Regions from separate parts of the Macaca mulatta genome. Here region 2 is linked to region 1. A link is a contact called in public Hi-C data. All regions are on one chromosome and are shown on one strand. Each heading gives the region's core, a stretch centred on a gene start, on an enhancer-like site or on the middle of the called end of the contact. The rest is flanking DNA. Distances are from core to core; before and after follow the strand shown. Region 1 holds the start of LOC719386 (putative EP400-like protein). Region 2 holds the start of NOC4L (nucleolar complex associated 4 homolog).

What was found. Hi-C and Micro-C count contacts between places; a contact is called where the count stands out from the background.
Region 2: a Hi-C map of liver shows a contact between it and region 1, with 2.1 times the contacts expected there. The contact joins the promoter of NOC4L here to the promoter of LOC719386 in region 1. A contact is called at or near these places in 2 of 14 Hi-C or Micro-C datasets (fetal cortex germinal zone and liver).

Annotation. Positions count from the first base shown.
Region 1 is chr11:139,461,281-139,468,971 of T2T-MMU8v2.0, reverse strand. It overlaps LOC719386 (putative EP400-like protein), which reads right to left and starts at 4,310. Exons shown (of 5, transcript XM_015109728.3): 1 at 4,194-4,310.
Region 2 is chr11:139,526,548-139,534,238 of T2T-MMU8v2.0, reverse strand. NOC4L (nucleolar complex associated 4 homolog) reads right to left here and starts at 4,027. Exons shown (of 15, transcript NM_001258179.1): 1 at 3,868-4,027; 2 at 3,497-3,617; 3 at 2,751-2,857; 4 at 1,034-1,141; 5 at 574-723; 6 at 378-477; 7 at 251-285. The coding sequence starts at 3,984. It overlaps DDX51 (DEAD-box helicase 51), which reads left to right and starts at 4,120. Exons shown (of 15, transcript XR_013401702.1): 1 at 4,120-4,479; 2 at 4,563-4,771; 3 at 5,597-5,747; 4 at 6,038-6,183; 5 at 6,270-6,341; 6 at 6,504-6,610; 7 at 6,855-6,963; 8 at 7,041-7,186; 9 at 7,435-7,624.

The DNA of each region.
Region 1 (7,691 bases), core at 3,061-5,560:
TTTAAAATTGTTAATTAAATTTAAAACAAAAAAAGAAATGGTAGTAGCATCTAGAGGGGAAAAGGTTGTCCCCTACCTCACACCATTTCAATCAGAATAAAGAACTAAATGTTATCCTGGAAGGAACAGAAGGCAGAGAGGAAAGGAGAACACCCCCACCTCATACCATTTCAGTCAGAATAAAGAACTAAATGTTATCCTGGAAGGAAGGAAGAGGAGGCAGGGAGGAAAGGAGGAAAACGCTTTATTGGAATAATATTTAGGGGACTATCTCTACAACTGCGAGGTGGTGAAACCTTCTTAATAAGTAATGCAGGAAACCCAGATGCTGTAAAGGAAAAACTACATGACTACATAAAAGATGTTTTAAACAAGATCAAAAGACGAAAAATAATTAGCAGAAAAATACATGCAATATTTTATGACTTCAAAGGGTAAATATTCCTACTATACAAAGAGCTTGGCTGGGTGCAGTGGCTCACACCTGTAATCACAGCCGGGGATTGGGAGGCCGGGGCAGGCAAATCACTTGAGGTCAGGAGTTTGAGACCAACCTGGCCAATATGGTAAAATCCTGTCTCTATTAAAAAATACAAAAATTAGCCAGGTGTGGTGGCGCCTGTCTGTAATCCCAGCTACTCTGGAGGCTGAGGCAGGAGAATCACTTGAACCCGGGAGGTGGAGGTTGCAATGAGCCGAGATCACGCCACTGCACTCCAGCCTGGGCGACAGAGCAAGACTCCGTCTCAAAAAAAAAAGAAAAAGAAAAGAAAAGAAAAAAAGAGCTCCTATAAAATGGTTCAAAAAAAAGAAAAAAGAAAAGGAAATATCTCCAGGAAATGGGGAAGAACACAATGGAAAACTTCCAGAAGAGGCACTGCCAATGGGCCACAGTCCACGAAGTGCAGGACGTGGCCTCACCCATTCAACAGGCAGTATGTCAGACAGGAGCAAAGCGTCCTCCCCTTCATGGCTTCAGGCATGTAAATTGCTATAACTTTCTGGGAATAGATCTCTCAGTAACTATTGAAACGTAAATGTTAAATATGCATACCCTTCGACCCACTAACACCGTTTAGTTCCCATTCGTGGGAATCCAGCCTATAGAAATGAAAGAAAGTGTCAGGACTCATGCATAGGAACGTGTCTCTCAGTACAAACTGTGGCAAAAAAACAGACACGAAATGCAATCCATCAGTGGGGAATTGTTGACTAAATATGTTGTATCCTCAGTACAGACTATTATGCAAACATAAAAAGAATAAATTTTTATCTCCTGACATGAGCAGATGTTGAAGACATATTACTAACTGAAAAGGAAAAAAAGGTGGAGGGTGTAATTACAGCACAAAAGGACTGAAAAGAACTTATTTTTCTGTATTGTTTGAATTCTTATGAGAGTTCATTTTGTAACATTAAAAAGCAAATTAAAAATATGGCTCATTCCAAGGTACAAAAAATTACTTTGGCAAATCAAAGTTTTTCAAAGTATCTTCAGACTCAAAGAAGTCAAAAAATAAGCTGGACACAAATACACACTACTTGTTCCTGTAGCAGCTGGAATGAAACCACAGTGAAAGAGCATTTGCTTTTCCTCCTTAGAAGGGCCTCAGCACCTGACTTCGGAGAGAGCCCATTCCTTTGCCATGTTTTCCCCTACATGGTGGTTGTCATTGAACTCTTAGGGGACTAAGAATCACTTTACAACATTCTGTTCTCCTATTCAAAATGGGTCATGCTCCATATTTCTCAGAGTTATCACCCAAAATCATACATTTCAATGCTTGTTCAAATATGTGAATACCACCCAGTAAATGAGTAGGGATGCCATTATCCTCCAGGCGCTCGGTTACATGATCACCGACATTAAAGTCCTACAACTTAACCGTTTTGTAGTAGTTATGAAGACTGCTATCATAACAGTTACCAGATCAGATGACAATGTATCCATGGCCAGGTGGGAAGATGTGGACCCAGCAGGACCTAAAATCATGGCCAAAGGACCTCTGTACCACATGCTGACTCAATCTTTGAGTGTTAGGTATTGTTAAAGAGGGAGTTTCTATTTGTCTGTACTGAGACTGAACATGAAGCACAGACTTTTATAAATAATACTTTTTTTTTTTTGAGACAGAGTTTTGCTCTTGTTGCCCAGGCTGGAGTGCAATGGCGTGATCTCGGCTCACTGCAACCTCGGCCTCCCGGGTTCAAGCGATTCTCCTGCTTCAATCTCCCAAGTAGCTGGGATTACAGGCAAGCACCACCACACCCAGCTATATATATATATATATTTTTTTGTATTTTTAGTAGAGATGGGTTTCTACATGTTGGTCAGGCTGGTCTCCAACTCCCGACTTCAGGTGATCTGCCTGCCTCGGCCTCCCAAAATGCAGGCATGAGCCACCACACCCGGCATAAGTATTAATTTTTAAAAGTGTCTTAGTTTAGCAAAAACACGACAGAGACGTCAGTGAAATACCTTTGTGTTATAGCTGTCATTCTGTACACCTTGGACAACTCCATTCAACAAACAATTTGGTTAGTTTTGAAGTCTCAATAACACAGCGGGAAAAGAAACTACTGTAGTCTCCCCTTATCCATGGTTTCGTGACCCTCAGTGAACTGCAGTTCAAAAACACATGCGTACAATACAGTAAGATATTTTAGGAGAGAGATATCACTTTCACGACTTTTATTACAGTATATTGTTACGATTGTTCTATTTTATTATTAGCTATTATTAATCTCTTCCTGTGCCTAGTTTGTGAATTAAACTTTATCGTAGACATGGATGGATGCATAAGAAAACAGTATGTGTAGTGTTCACTACTATCCTCGATTTCAGGCATCCACTGGGGTGTTGGACCATATCCCCTGAAGATAAGGTGGGGGCACTACGTGGATTGAGAGGTACCTTCAGTGCTGCCGAGCTGTGGTAACAGCACTCACTGTGGTTCCCAGACAAGACCCTCTGGTCGTGAGCCCCCAACAGCCAGTGGTACTGCCATCCAGTTTGACAGATGGAAACCAACGCCAACTAGCCCGCCTGGAGTGGTACAAGTAAGCCTAAGATGCAAACTTTCAGCCAGTTAACTGTAAGTAAACCAACCTTTTGGTAAGGAGGAAATATTAACCTAGCTCTTGGGCAAGATAAGTGTCTTTATTATAAAAAGTGTCAATTCGCAGTCTTTACTGTAAAGCTGGTGGTATTATTAGATTCTTCCTTTCCACTAACACAAAACTCCCAGTACCGGAAGGCCCTTGTCAGGAGCAGGACCCGCGGAGGGGTCCGTGGTCAGTTCTGGGGCAGCTGCCGGGCAGTCTGTGGAATCAACTTCATTGCTCCGGTGCACCACACCCTAAGCGCACTGGTCCCTCCTGGAGTGCAGACCAGGCCCGGACCTCAGGGATTGGCACACCGAGGACAGGGGGCCAAAGGGAGAGGCGGCATCAGCACCGGAGACAGCGGCGGTCTCCCGAGGCGGGAACCAGGCGGGCGGCAGTGACGGCGGTGGGCACCCGGGGACGGGGTGAAGGGTCATGGGGGGAAGGGGCGGTTACCGGGCCGGACGGTCACAGGGATCGTGTCACCGGGGAAGGGGTGGGAGGTCAGGGGGTTTGGGTCACGGGATGGGGGGAAGCAGTCACCAGAAAACGGGGTGATGGGGGAGCGGGGGTGGGGGGAGGGAAGGCGGGAAAGGGGCAGTTAGCGGGTCCTGGGGAGACGGGTCGCAGGGGGAGGGGTCGCAGGGGGAGGAGTCGCAGGGGGAGGAGTCGCAGGGGGGGTGGGCCCTCACGGGGGCAGAGTCACTGAGGGAGGGGTGGGTCTTTCCGGGGGGGTCATGTCACGGGGGAGGGTTCACTGAGGGAGGGGTGGGCGTTCACGGGGGTCGTGTCACGGGGAGGGGGTCACTGAGGGAGGGGTGGGCGTTCACGGGGGTCGTGTCACGGGGAGGGGGTCCCTGAGGGAGGGGTGGGCGTTCACGGGGGTCGTGTCACGGGGAGGAGGTCCCTGAGGGAGCGGTGGGCGTTCGCCCAGCCGGGGTCACCGGGTGATGGGACGGAGAGAGGGGAGCGCGCGGCCGGGGAGCCTCGAGGGCAACCGGCGGGTGTGGGCGGTCGGGGGCCGAGGGTAGGGCCAACCCCTCAGGCCGGCCACGGCCCCGGCAGCGGATACGCGGGCCGTCACTCACCGCGGCTGCCGGGCGACGCAGCCAAGGGCTCCCGGCGCGGATGAGCGCTGCGACAGCGGACTGGGCGGCGAGGCCACCACAACCGACCAAACCGGCCGGCCGACGCGGAGCCAGTGCGCAAGTGCGGGAGCCGGCCCGGCACTGCGCAGGCGAGACTCGGACCAATCAGCGCCCAGCGGACCCGGAGGGGGCGGGGCGGGCAGGGCCAGGCCTCGGTCCGCGCCGGCGCGCGCCTCTGGCTCCGCCCAGAACTAGTTCGTTCGTTCGTTCGCACCCACTGGACACTGAGTTGTATTTGCCCGCCCGCCCGCCGGACAGCTGCTGAGCGCTGGTCACACTGACAAGCACAGCTAGCGGCTCCCTTCGTGGGTCCTACAGTCTAGGCGGGGAGGGGAGCACCAGGCAAAGCAGCCGGGATGGGGCGGGCTGAGGTCTGTTTTAAATCCGGCAGGGGAGTCGGGGTGCCTAGGAAGGTGAGATGTTACGTGGGATCCGAAGATCCACAAGAAGAGCCCTTTCTCTTGCCTGTGACCACTGAAATGGTGGGACATGTCCCTGGTTTCATCGTGTCCACTGTAGATAGTTCAGCTTTGGAACTGTGCATCAGGCTCCTCCCCCTGCATAACCTGCCCATCTACTTAAGAGTGAAACCCGTATCACTTACCACCTACCCATTTCTTCGTGGTACTTATCCCCTGAATTATTTTATCTGACCTGCTAGCATGCAACCCCCTTTTTTATTTTGCTGACAACTATAACTTAGTTGTCTAAACTGCCACATAGTATGTATTTCATAAACAGCTGAATAAACCAGTAATTTATCCATCTCTGATCAGCTTTGATTTTCTTGAATAGCCAAGTATTGTTCTTCCGCCACTCCAGCACTAGTGGTAAAGCTGGCATGAAATACACTACATTAAACATTCATTGACTAGGGATAAAACAGAACCACACTACAGCTGGAGAAATAAATACTATTGTTCAGCCCAAGGTACTACTGGAGGAGGAGAACACTGGGGAGAAATGAATAAATGAATGAATGAATGCTCAGTTATGTGGGGTGGTCTTCAAAGGAGGAGAAATACTTTACAACAAAGGAGAAAAGTACAAAGTCAGGGAGACAGGAAAGGGCTGCAAAGGGGGAAGAAAGATGCTGCTCTGGGGGCTGGTCAGAGTGCAGGTGGCTACACAAAATCAGGCAGGACGTTGGAAATAAAGGTTCCCGAGTAGGGGACCATGTGACAAGCTGATAGGGCCTTATTTTAAAAATTAATCCATGGCCGGGCACGGTGGCTCACACCTGTAATCCCAGCACTTTGGGAGGCCAAGGCAGGCAGATCACTTGAGCCCAGGAGTTCGAGACCAGCCTGGTCAATATGGCGCAAGCCCATCTCTATTAAAAAATACAAAAATTAGCCAGGCGTGGTGGTGCGTGCCTGTAATCCCAGCTACTTGGGAGGCTGAGGCAGGAGAATCACTTGAACCTGGGAGGCGGAGGTTGCAGTGAGCGGAGATCACCCCATTGCACTCCAGCCTGGTGACAGAGTGACTGTCCCCACCCCCACCCTGCCCCCACCACACACACAAAAATTCATGCACTTGGCAAACTACGTAAACAGTTAAAAGGATGTGCATAACAGTGCAGAGTAAATACCCCTTGATCCTTTCCCCCCAGTCTCTCCCTCCACAGAGGCAGTGCTAACACAACATACAAGCGTCCCTCAGGACCTCCCATGGATGCCAAAATCCGAGAGGCTCAAGTCCTTGATGCAAAATGCATATAACTTGAAAACATCTTCTTGTATACTTTAATCTCTGGGTTACTTATAATACTGAATGCAATGTGAATGCCATGTAAATAGTTGGTATACAGCATTGTTTCGGAAATAATAACCCCCCCCAAAAAAAGGTCTCTATATATTCAGTATAGACACATTTTTGTTTCTGAATATTTTCGATCCTTGGTCGGTTCAACTCATGGACGTAGAATACACCACATGCAGGGGCAAATACTTGCAGGATATTCTACGCACATCCAGGCATATGACCAGCTCCATCCTGGTAGCATACTTCACAAACACGCCCCCCACCACAGCTGTACTTTCTTGTTTGTAGAGGCTGCACTACCTTCCGCCGAATGTATACAGCATGATCTACCCAATAGAATGCGACCTTCAGAAAAATGAATGTGGCCAGGGGGAACAGATGCTGCAGCAACAGCATAGCAGGACACCCCACAGCAAAGGAATCTCCCCTCCTGTTCCCTGGATCACAACGCCCAACTCTGGGATGCTGGTGGGCAGCTGTCACAAGATCTGACATCTTGAGTAGGAGGTGACACAACACACTCTGGGCTCAGAGGCTACCTTAAGGTCTTGACGGCTGTGTGCAGGCACAATCGCTTCACCCACTGGCCCCCGGTCGCTACTGGACAGCAAACAGAAACAGGCTCAAGGCCAGATAAGCCCGCCGTAGGGCCTGCTGCCACCGGCACACTTGGCAAAGACGTGATGGTGGGGTCAGGATGACAGAAACAGTAGCCTTTGCAAAACCTGCAGTCCTCTCCACTGGGAGTATAAAAGACGGACTCCAAGTGCAGCACCAAATGTTGCACTGGATCCTCAAGCCACCTTAGGAGAGGGGACATGGGGACGCAGAGGCCTTGAAGAAGGAAGTCACCCACCCCTGGTTACGTGGTTGGTAGGCATGGAGCCGCAGGTACACCAGGCACTGCAGTACAGACCCCCAGGGGCCAGGGGGCACCAGCCGGGCTTTGCAGCTGGCTTTCCCACCCACCCTGGTATCTGCACTATCACCTGCAGACACCAAGTGTGCACCCAGACCCTGGGAGCTTTCAATCTGGAAGACCTGAAGTGGAAGCCCAAAGCTGCAGGGCCATGTGGCCCGTGAACTCCCGTTTTTGTGGTGGGAGAAAAGATACCAAAACTAACCGTGGGCTTCTGGGATGCTTCTTTACTTTGCATAATGCAGGTATTTTCAATTAAAAGTATGCATTGATTTTTGTAATCAGATTTAAAACGAAACGAAGAAAAGTCCAAATGCAGAAGAAAAAGAGAAGCAACAATTCCCAGGCCACCTGCTCACAGGCGTTTTTGGTGGTGAGCACCTGTGAGCAGGTGTCCCTGCCCTTACTCGGGCACATGGACTGGGTGTGGAAGGACACTGGTGCCAGCATGGCCCCCAGGACAGTGACAACGGGTGCTGTGCGGGTGGCAGGCCACACGGGGCCACGATGGCCCCCAGGACAGTGATGACAGGTATTGTGCAAGTGGCAGGCCACACGGGGCCACCATTGCCCCCAGGACAGTGACGACAGGCACTGCGAGGCCACACGGGGCCACCATGGCCCCCAGGACAGTGACGATGGGTGCTGTGCAGCTGGCAGGCCACACGGGGCCACCATGGCCCCCAGGACAGTGACGACAGGTGCTGTGTGGCTGGCAGGCCACGTGGGGCAGGGCGGCGCCGGCTCTTTCC
Region 2 (7,691 bases), core at 2,778-5,277, 66 kb before region 1:
GGGGCCCACGGATGGCACCAGAGCCTTCAGATTCCGAGAGGCGGTGGTGGCCTCCGACCCAAAGGAGGGCCCCGAGTTCAGAGGCCTTGTCACCTCCCACACTTCGAGTGACCCAGTGGCCATGCGAGCTGCCACCTGTACCCTGGGAGTTTCCTCGTGAGGAAGGCGGCAGCCTGCACGGGGTCTCGCACACACCCCACACGCACCCTGCAAGCCCAGGAGGGTGCCCGGCTCTCCGGAGGCCACTCACCTTCAGGTGAGCAACCTTCCAGGTGTCCCACAGCTCTGCAGGGAAAGCGAGAACAAAGGTCACCTGACCCGCGGGGGAGGCAGACCAAGGCCCAGCCCTGTCCGCCCCTGGCCCTCAGTACCCTCACCCGTGCGCTTCACATAGAAGCTGGAGACGGTGGGCTCCTGGCGGGGCAGGCTCACGGCAGACAGCAGCGTGAAGGTGTTGTTCCAGAAGGCCGGGGGCACCTGCGGAGCCGGACCTGAGTGCCTGGATGCCACCCCCCAGCCCCTGCCTCCCCGGGAGGCACCAGCATGATGCTGCTGACAGGCCCCGTCGCTCACCTCGGGGTGCTGGCCAGTGACCCGGGCCACGACCTCCACGGCCGCCTGCATGCTGTGGTAGCGAGTGTCGTCGTAGTCCAGGTACTCCCGGAACTGGGACAGGAGCAGGCTCTGGTCCTCCTCAGGAGAAAGCAGGCCTCCCACCACCAACTGGGGGCAAGGACCAGTGAGCAGCCCTGCCCGGCCCAGCACAGGCCAGCACGGCCCAGGCAGGCAGCCCCACCCCACCAAGGCCCCTACTCAGCCTCCTCCTGGTTGGGTGGGCCATGAGAGGCACCCCACACGCACAGGAGCTGCAGGAGGGTCCCAGCCAACAGCCAGGCTCAGCTCAGCAGGCCCCGCCCCGACTACAGGGCCACCCTGGGCTCTGGCCAGGCAGCCAGGCCCTCTGGGACCCCCCAGCCGGGCCCTCTGGGACTCCCCAGCCGGGCTCTCTGGGACCCCCCAGCCAGGCCCTCACCTTGAAGAGCTCTCGGGGAAACAGGTAGTTGCCTTCCCACTTGGGCTTCTCCAGGGGATGTGCTCCTTCCAGCTGCACGAACTTCATGAGCGCACTGAGGGCCAGCTCCTGGGAAGGGGCAGTGCAGGGTGGCTGTGATGTCCTCACCCCAGATGGGCCCAGAGCTCAGCCCAGTCAGGGAGCCCCTCACAACCAGGCCCAGAGCTGAGAAAAGGGCGTCCTGGCCTTCTCTTGTTCCACACGCCACCAGATGGCACTCCGGGCTTCCGTGTCCCACCCACGACATGGGCATGACAAGATCTTGAGTTAAAGAAATCCAGTGCTCACGAGAGAGTCTGGCCAGGGAAAGGCACACAGCCCAGGTCTGCTTTATGGCCACCTGACTGCTCTCTCATCACCTGTATCACAGGAATGCCACCATAACCCTTGGGCACAGCTGTGAAAACAGGGGTGTGACGCCAGCATGCTGCCCAACTCAGATTCAGGCTCAGAAGCTCTCATCTCAGGGTGGCAAACTCAGTACTTTCAGGTCCCAGGCAGATGACACCACAAAGCAAAAGAGCCACGTGTGGGATGACAGGAGCAGGCGCCTGTCTCAGAGCTGTCCCTGACTCTCCCTCCAGCCAATCACAGCCATGAACAAACTTAGACCCCAGTGTTGACAGAACTGATTAGTTCTTTGTGAAAAGCAGGACGCTGGTTATTTTCATGTAGTATCTTCCCAGCTTTTAGAAGTCTGCAACTCGACTATAACTAAAGACAGATGCGTCGGCAAAGACGTGGAGTATGGAACGCTCATACTCTGCCAGCGGGAGTGTAAGATGGCGCAGCTACTGTGGAAAACAGTCTTGCAGTTCCTCAGACGTTAGAAACAGAACTGCCGTGTGGCCCTGTAATTCCACTGATGAGGCACAATCAAGCAAAACAAACATGTTCACACAAAAGTTTGTACACGAACGTTCAAAGTCCACTGTTCTTAACAGCCACAGGTGGAAACGACCCAAATACCCAGCAACGCACGCGCAGCTGACGGGTGCGTGCTGCACGACGGGACGCCGCTCAGCCGCAGGGAGGAACCAGCCTCTGAACACACCGACAAGTGGAAGGCACATACCACATGCTCCCCCTTGTGATGAGCGTCTAGAGAAAGCAAACCCACTGACCCAGAAACTAAATGAGTGGGTGTCTGGGGGTTGGTGTGGAATGGGGTGGGATATGGCAGCGATGTTAACTGGTACAGGATTTCTTTTTGGGGCGATGAAGATGTTCTGGGATAGTGGTAACCACTGCACAACTGTGAACACAGTAACAAACGCTAACTTGTCAATTTTAAATGGTAAACTGTGCATCACTTATTCCTCAATACAGATTTTAAAAAAGCTCGCAATGCATTCCCATGGCTGCAGACCACAGCGTGGGCTGAGCAAACACAGCTGTGGACTGGCACGAGGCTTGATGTGTGTGCTCTATGCAACAGAGATGCCCGTCGATGCCTCTGGAGGTGAACACGGGTTGTGCCTCTTCAATATTCAGTACAGGACTCGATAGCCATGTTTGTAAACGGGGCTGAACGCCCACAAGGTGACGCTCCCATGAGCCAAAGAAAGGAGGCAGCTTTCCCTGGACAATTGTGGGAGCCCCAGACCTCTGATTTGTGGATAGCCTGGGAGTGGCAGTGCAGGGGATGGACACGGATGAGTGCGGCCCAATGACCCACCTTGACCTGAAAGGAGGGGTGGCCCAGAAGCTCTCCCAAGCGGTTGCCGCAGCTGTGATAGCGATGTCTCATCCATACTTTGTACTTCCGTGCGGCTCCCCGGGACCCTGCAGACAGGTTAAGGCGGTCAGTGATAGCGGTGTCTCGTCCACACCTTGTACTTCCGTGCGGCTCCCCGGCACCCTGCAGACAGGTTAGGGGGCTCAGCCCACATATGCCACTTTGGGCCCCGCCCAAAGTCTCAGGCCTGGCTCCACCCTCCCACTGTCTTCTACTCAGCCTCCACAGGTGGAAACAGGTCGCTATGGCCCCCAGACCTGTGCTGGGACCTGCAGGTTCCCTGAGCCCTGCAAACAGGAAGAGCAGCTCCTACCCCAGGACTGCCTCAGGCAAGCCGCCAGGAGCAGGATCCACATCTCCTCACTTTACTCCAAGACCCCACGTCCCCAGAACGGGGACATAAAAAAAGTTCCGAGTTTAAGTGACCATGTCAAGATCAATCAACATAAAATTACAAAATAGGTGCAAAGCACACAGACAAAAAGTCGTACCTTGTCCAGCGTTCATCTAAACGCAACTATATAGTATCCATGTCACCCCTGCATCCATCCTCCGCGGGGGCTTGGTGTGTCCTCCCACCAGCCTGCACGGTCTGTGACAGGTTTGGGGGCGCTCATCCCAAGGTGACAAACCTCCCTCCGACCCACGTAAAGAGAAGAGCAGCCCCGGGGCCCTCCAGGGCTCACCTGTCATGACCATCTCCTCAGAAGGCAGCTGGCCCACAAACAGCTCTCCCCGCTCCAGCAAGGCCCCAAAAAGACGGCTGCACGTGCGGACTGCTTCCTGGATCTCCTCCTGGTCCTCAGACTGCAGGAGAGGCGGCGGCAGGGTGCCCGGCCGGGAACTGTCACCTTCGCCCCTGCCTCGGCCGCCCCCCACCCCTGCTCCCTTCCCCCTCGGGACGCCAGCCCCGTCACCCCCGACCCGTGATCCACACGCCTCCCTCCCTGACCCTCCAACGCCGTCTCTGAACCTCCTAGGGCCCTGCCGCCGCAGCCCCCCGTTCAAGTCCCGCTCCCGGGCCGCGACCCCGGCCCTGCGACGCCGCCGGGCCCACCTGCAGCACGGCCAGGATGTCGAACACGGCGTTGGCCTCACTCCGGCTCGCCAGTACCGCCTCCAGCCTGCGGCCCAGCGCCCGGCGAACGCCCGCGGCGCCCGGCTCCCGCTCCATGCCGCCGCCAACACGGCAAAACGCGGTACCCAGCCGCCGGCGCTCCCTTGACGTCACCACTGCGCGTAGAGTCTGACGTCATCTCTACGCGCCGCACCCAAACCCCGTCTTTCGCGCCGAGCCCGAGTCCCAGGCGTGCCGCCGACGTCATCGCCGCGCGCCGAGCCCGAGCCCCAGGCGTGCCGCTGGCCATGTCGCTATTCTACGTCGCGCGGTACCAGGGCCCCGAGGCGGCAGCTGCGGCGGGGCCGGAGGGCGCGGAGGCCGGGGCCCACGGCCGGGCCCGCGCGCTGCTCGAGCGGCTGCAGAGCCGGGCCCGCGAACGGCAGCAGCAGCGGGAGCCCGCGCCGACCGAGGCGGCTGCACCGACCGAGCCGGCGACCAGGAAGCGACGGCGGCCCCGGCGGCGGCGGCGGGTGAACGGCGCGGAGTCGGGCAGCCCGGAGGAGCGGCAGGGAAAGCGACGGAAGGCGGACGGCGAGGACGCGGGCGCAGGTGAGTCGTGGGGCGAGCGGGCTCCCTCCGGGGCGCCGGCGACTCGGTGCTGACGCGCTGCCGGGTGGGTGTCTGCCTCGCAGAAAGCAGCGAGGATGCGCCGGGGGAGCCCAGCTCAGGGAGCAGCGAGGATGCGCCAGGGGAGCCCAGCTCAGGGAGCAGCGAGGAGGCGCCGGGGGAGCGCAGCGCCAGCGCCGAGGCGGCCCCAGACGGACGGGCCCTGGAGGAGGCGGCCAGACCCCTGGTCCCCGGCCTGGTGCTGGGGGGGTTCGGGAGGAGGAAGGCGCCGAAGGTGAGCGGCGGCTGTCGGAAGGGTGGTCGGCGTGGGAGGGGAGGCTGCGCAGATTCTTAAGTGTGGCGGTCGCCCCGGAAGGCATCGTTGAGCGAATGCTCCCGGGTCACAGACGCGCCTCACTGCCAGGCCTGCAGTTTCATCCCCTAGGAGTCTGGATCCTGCATGTGCGGAGCTCCCGTTTTTTCTGCTAGGCTTGCCCCTGCCATCCCGTCGCGCCGCGCCAGTTCTCCTGCAGGATGTGCTTGCGTGAACGTGCGGGGGGGGTCTCCTGCTGTGCGCTCACCGCCTCAGGAGCAAGTCAGAGGCCATTCCGCAAGCCCCTGGCCCTTGGTGTTTTTGCTTAGCACGGGTGGTTTTCGGTAGAGATCTCTGGTGAGACAGGTGAAGAAAAGGAGAAGTTTGGCAGAGTGCTTGGGCACCTTAGGTAGGGCGGGGTGGAGAAGGTTTTCTTTGAGCTGGGATGCGAAGACTTGAAGCCAAGTCAAAGTTGAGGGTTGGGGATGCCAGGCAGAGGCCTCGAGGCAGGGACGCCGGCGTGGCTGGGGCAGGCGAGCACCAGGTCACAGGGCCTCCTGGCTGCGGAAAGGTGGGTGCCACTGTGGGTTGATGGGAGACTACAGGTGAGTTTGCTCAGTGAGCGGTGTCTGCTTTTGCTGTTGAACTTCTGTCAAGGCTGCATGAAAAGTGCATCCTGGGGCTGAGGAGGAGCTGGAGACTACAGAACAGGTTTCCCCGGCCTCCCTCCCCCAGCCTCTGCCACCCTGGGCTGCTGCTGCGTGAGAGCCTGGAAGGTGCTCACCTGGCCTCTCTTTTTGATGGCAGGTCCAGCCTTTCCTGCCAAGGTGGCTGGCTGAGCCCAGCTGTGTCAGAAAGAACGTCAACGAAGATCTGGTTCCTATCGAGGACATCCCTGAGGTCCACCCTGACCTGCAGAAGCAGCTGCGGGCACATGGCATCTCGTCCTACTTTCCAGGTGCCCCAGCCCCGGGCAGGCAGCTGAGGGAACACCTCCCTGGGCACCCACACAAAAGGCTGTGCGTGGCCATGGGTCAGGCGTCCCTGCCACATCGGTGCCAAGTGTGGTCTCAGCACTCTCAAGCTCATGGTTCTCCTGAGGCTGGTGTTCCTCTGGGCCCTGGTGCCATTCCTCGGGGGAGTGGTTCCCAGGCCTCCAGCAGAGCGGCCCAGCCCAGAGGTCACAGGCAGGGAAGCGGCAGGCCCAGGCGTAAACATGTGACTTCTCTCTCGCCTTTCTTCGTCCAGTCCAGGCAGCTGTGATTCCTGCCCTCCTGGAGAGCGCGGCCTGTGGGTTTCTGGTGGGCAGAGGCGGCTACCGGCCTAGCGACCTCTGTGTTTCTGCCCCGACAGGCAGTGGGAAGACACTGGCCTTCGTCATCCCTGTGGTGCAGGTCTGTGTGAGGGTCCCCTTCCTCTATAGCGCGTGTGCAGAGGGCAGGTAACAGCCTTGCTGACACAGGAGCCCCTTCCTCCTCAGGCCCTGCTGTCCAGAGTGGTCTGCCACATCCGTGCCCTGGTCGTGCTGCCCACCAAGGAGCTGGCCCAGCAGGTACGCGGACCCTAGACCTGGAGTGTGGCACCGCCAGCCTCTGCTTCCTTGCTTAGTGCACGGCGGTCAGCCCCTGGGTGACCCAGACTAGATCTGGGGTCCTTTTTGCTGCAGTGGGGGAACACCAGCTATCTCCAGGCCGGTGACAGACTTCTCCTGCAGGTGAACAAAGTTTTCAACATCTACACGGATGCCACACCTCTGAGAGTCTCCCTGATTACGGGACAGAAGTCTCTGGCCAAGGAGCAGGAGAGCCTCGTCCAGAAAACGTAGGTTGCGTCAGGGTGTGGGGTTTTCAAGGTGTCCTTGCTCAGCCTTGCCGGTGGCCTAAGGCACCACAGGAGCAGAGGAGGGGCCGCCAAGTTTAACCGCCTGGTTCCCGTGAAGAGGAGGAGCTCCCGTCTGCCCCCTTCCCACGCAGGGTGGAGTTGGGACTATGGGGTGAGGCAGCGTCTTGCTGTCCGGAAGCCCTTGAGAAAGCTTCCTTCTCTCGAGCCGCCCTTTGGTCTGTAGTGCTGACGGGTTCCGCTGCTTGGCTGACATCGTGGTAGCCACCCCTGGCCGCCTGGTGGACCACATCGACCAGACCCCAGGATTCAACCTCCAGCAGCTCCGCTTCCTGGTAAGTCCCCACCCCAGAGGCCTGGGCTTTGAGCTCAGGGCCGTGCCACCCAGTCCTGGGCTCCCTGCCTCCCGCAGGTCATCGACGAGGCTGACCGGATGATCGACAGCATGCATCAGTCCTGGCTGCCACGGGTGGTGGCGGCTGCCTTCCAGAGTGAGGACCCCACGGACCCCTGTGCCTTGCTCCAGCGAAGACAGGTCCAGGCTGTGACAGCCGCCAGGTATCCAGCAGCACGCCCAGGTGCTGGCATCCCCTGAGCAGAGGCCTCTGCGTGTAGCTCTCCTTTCTTAGTGCCAAGAGACAAGGCTGGCTTGAGCTCTGGTGCACAGAACCGCATCGTTCTGTTCTGTGAGCTGGACTCACCTTGCCCCTGGCCCACGGTAGTCTCTACAGTGGGTAGTGTGAAGAATTCCTGGAGTCTCGAGGCAGCCACTGACACAGTGCCAGCAACACCCCCTTCTCTTCCAGTACCTGCTGTCCGCAGATGCCCCTGCAGAAGCTGCTCTTCTCGGCTACTCTGACCCAGAACCCCGAAAAGCTGCAGCAGCTGGGCCTCCATCAGCCCCGGCTTTTCTCCACAGGGCTGGCACGCAGGGGCCTGGAAGATACAGATGGGGACGGGGACTTGGGGAAGTATGCCTTCCCTGTTGGGCTCACGGTGAGTGGGATACTGGCTGGGCAGAGGGTTGCGCCAGGAGCCTGGGGCCCCTAACCAACCCCCACCT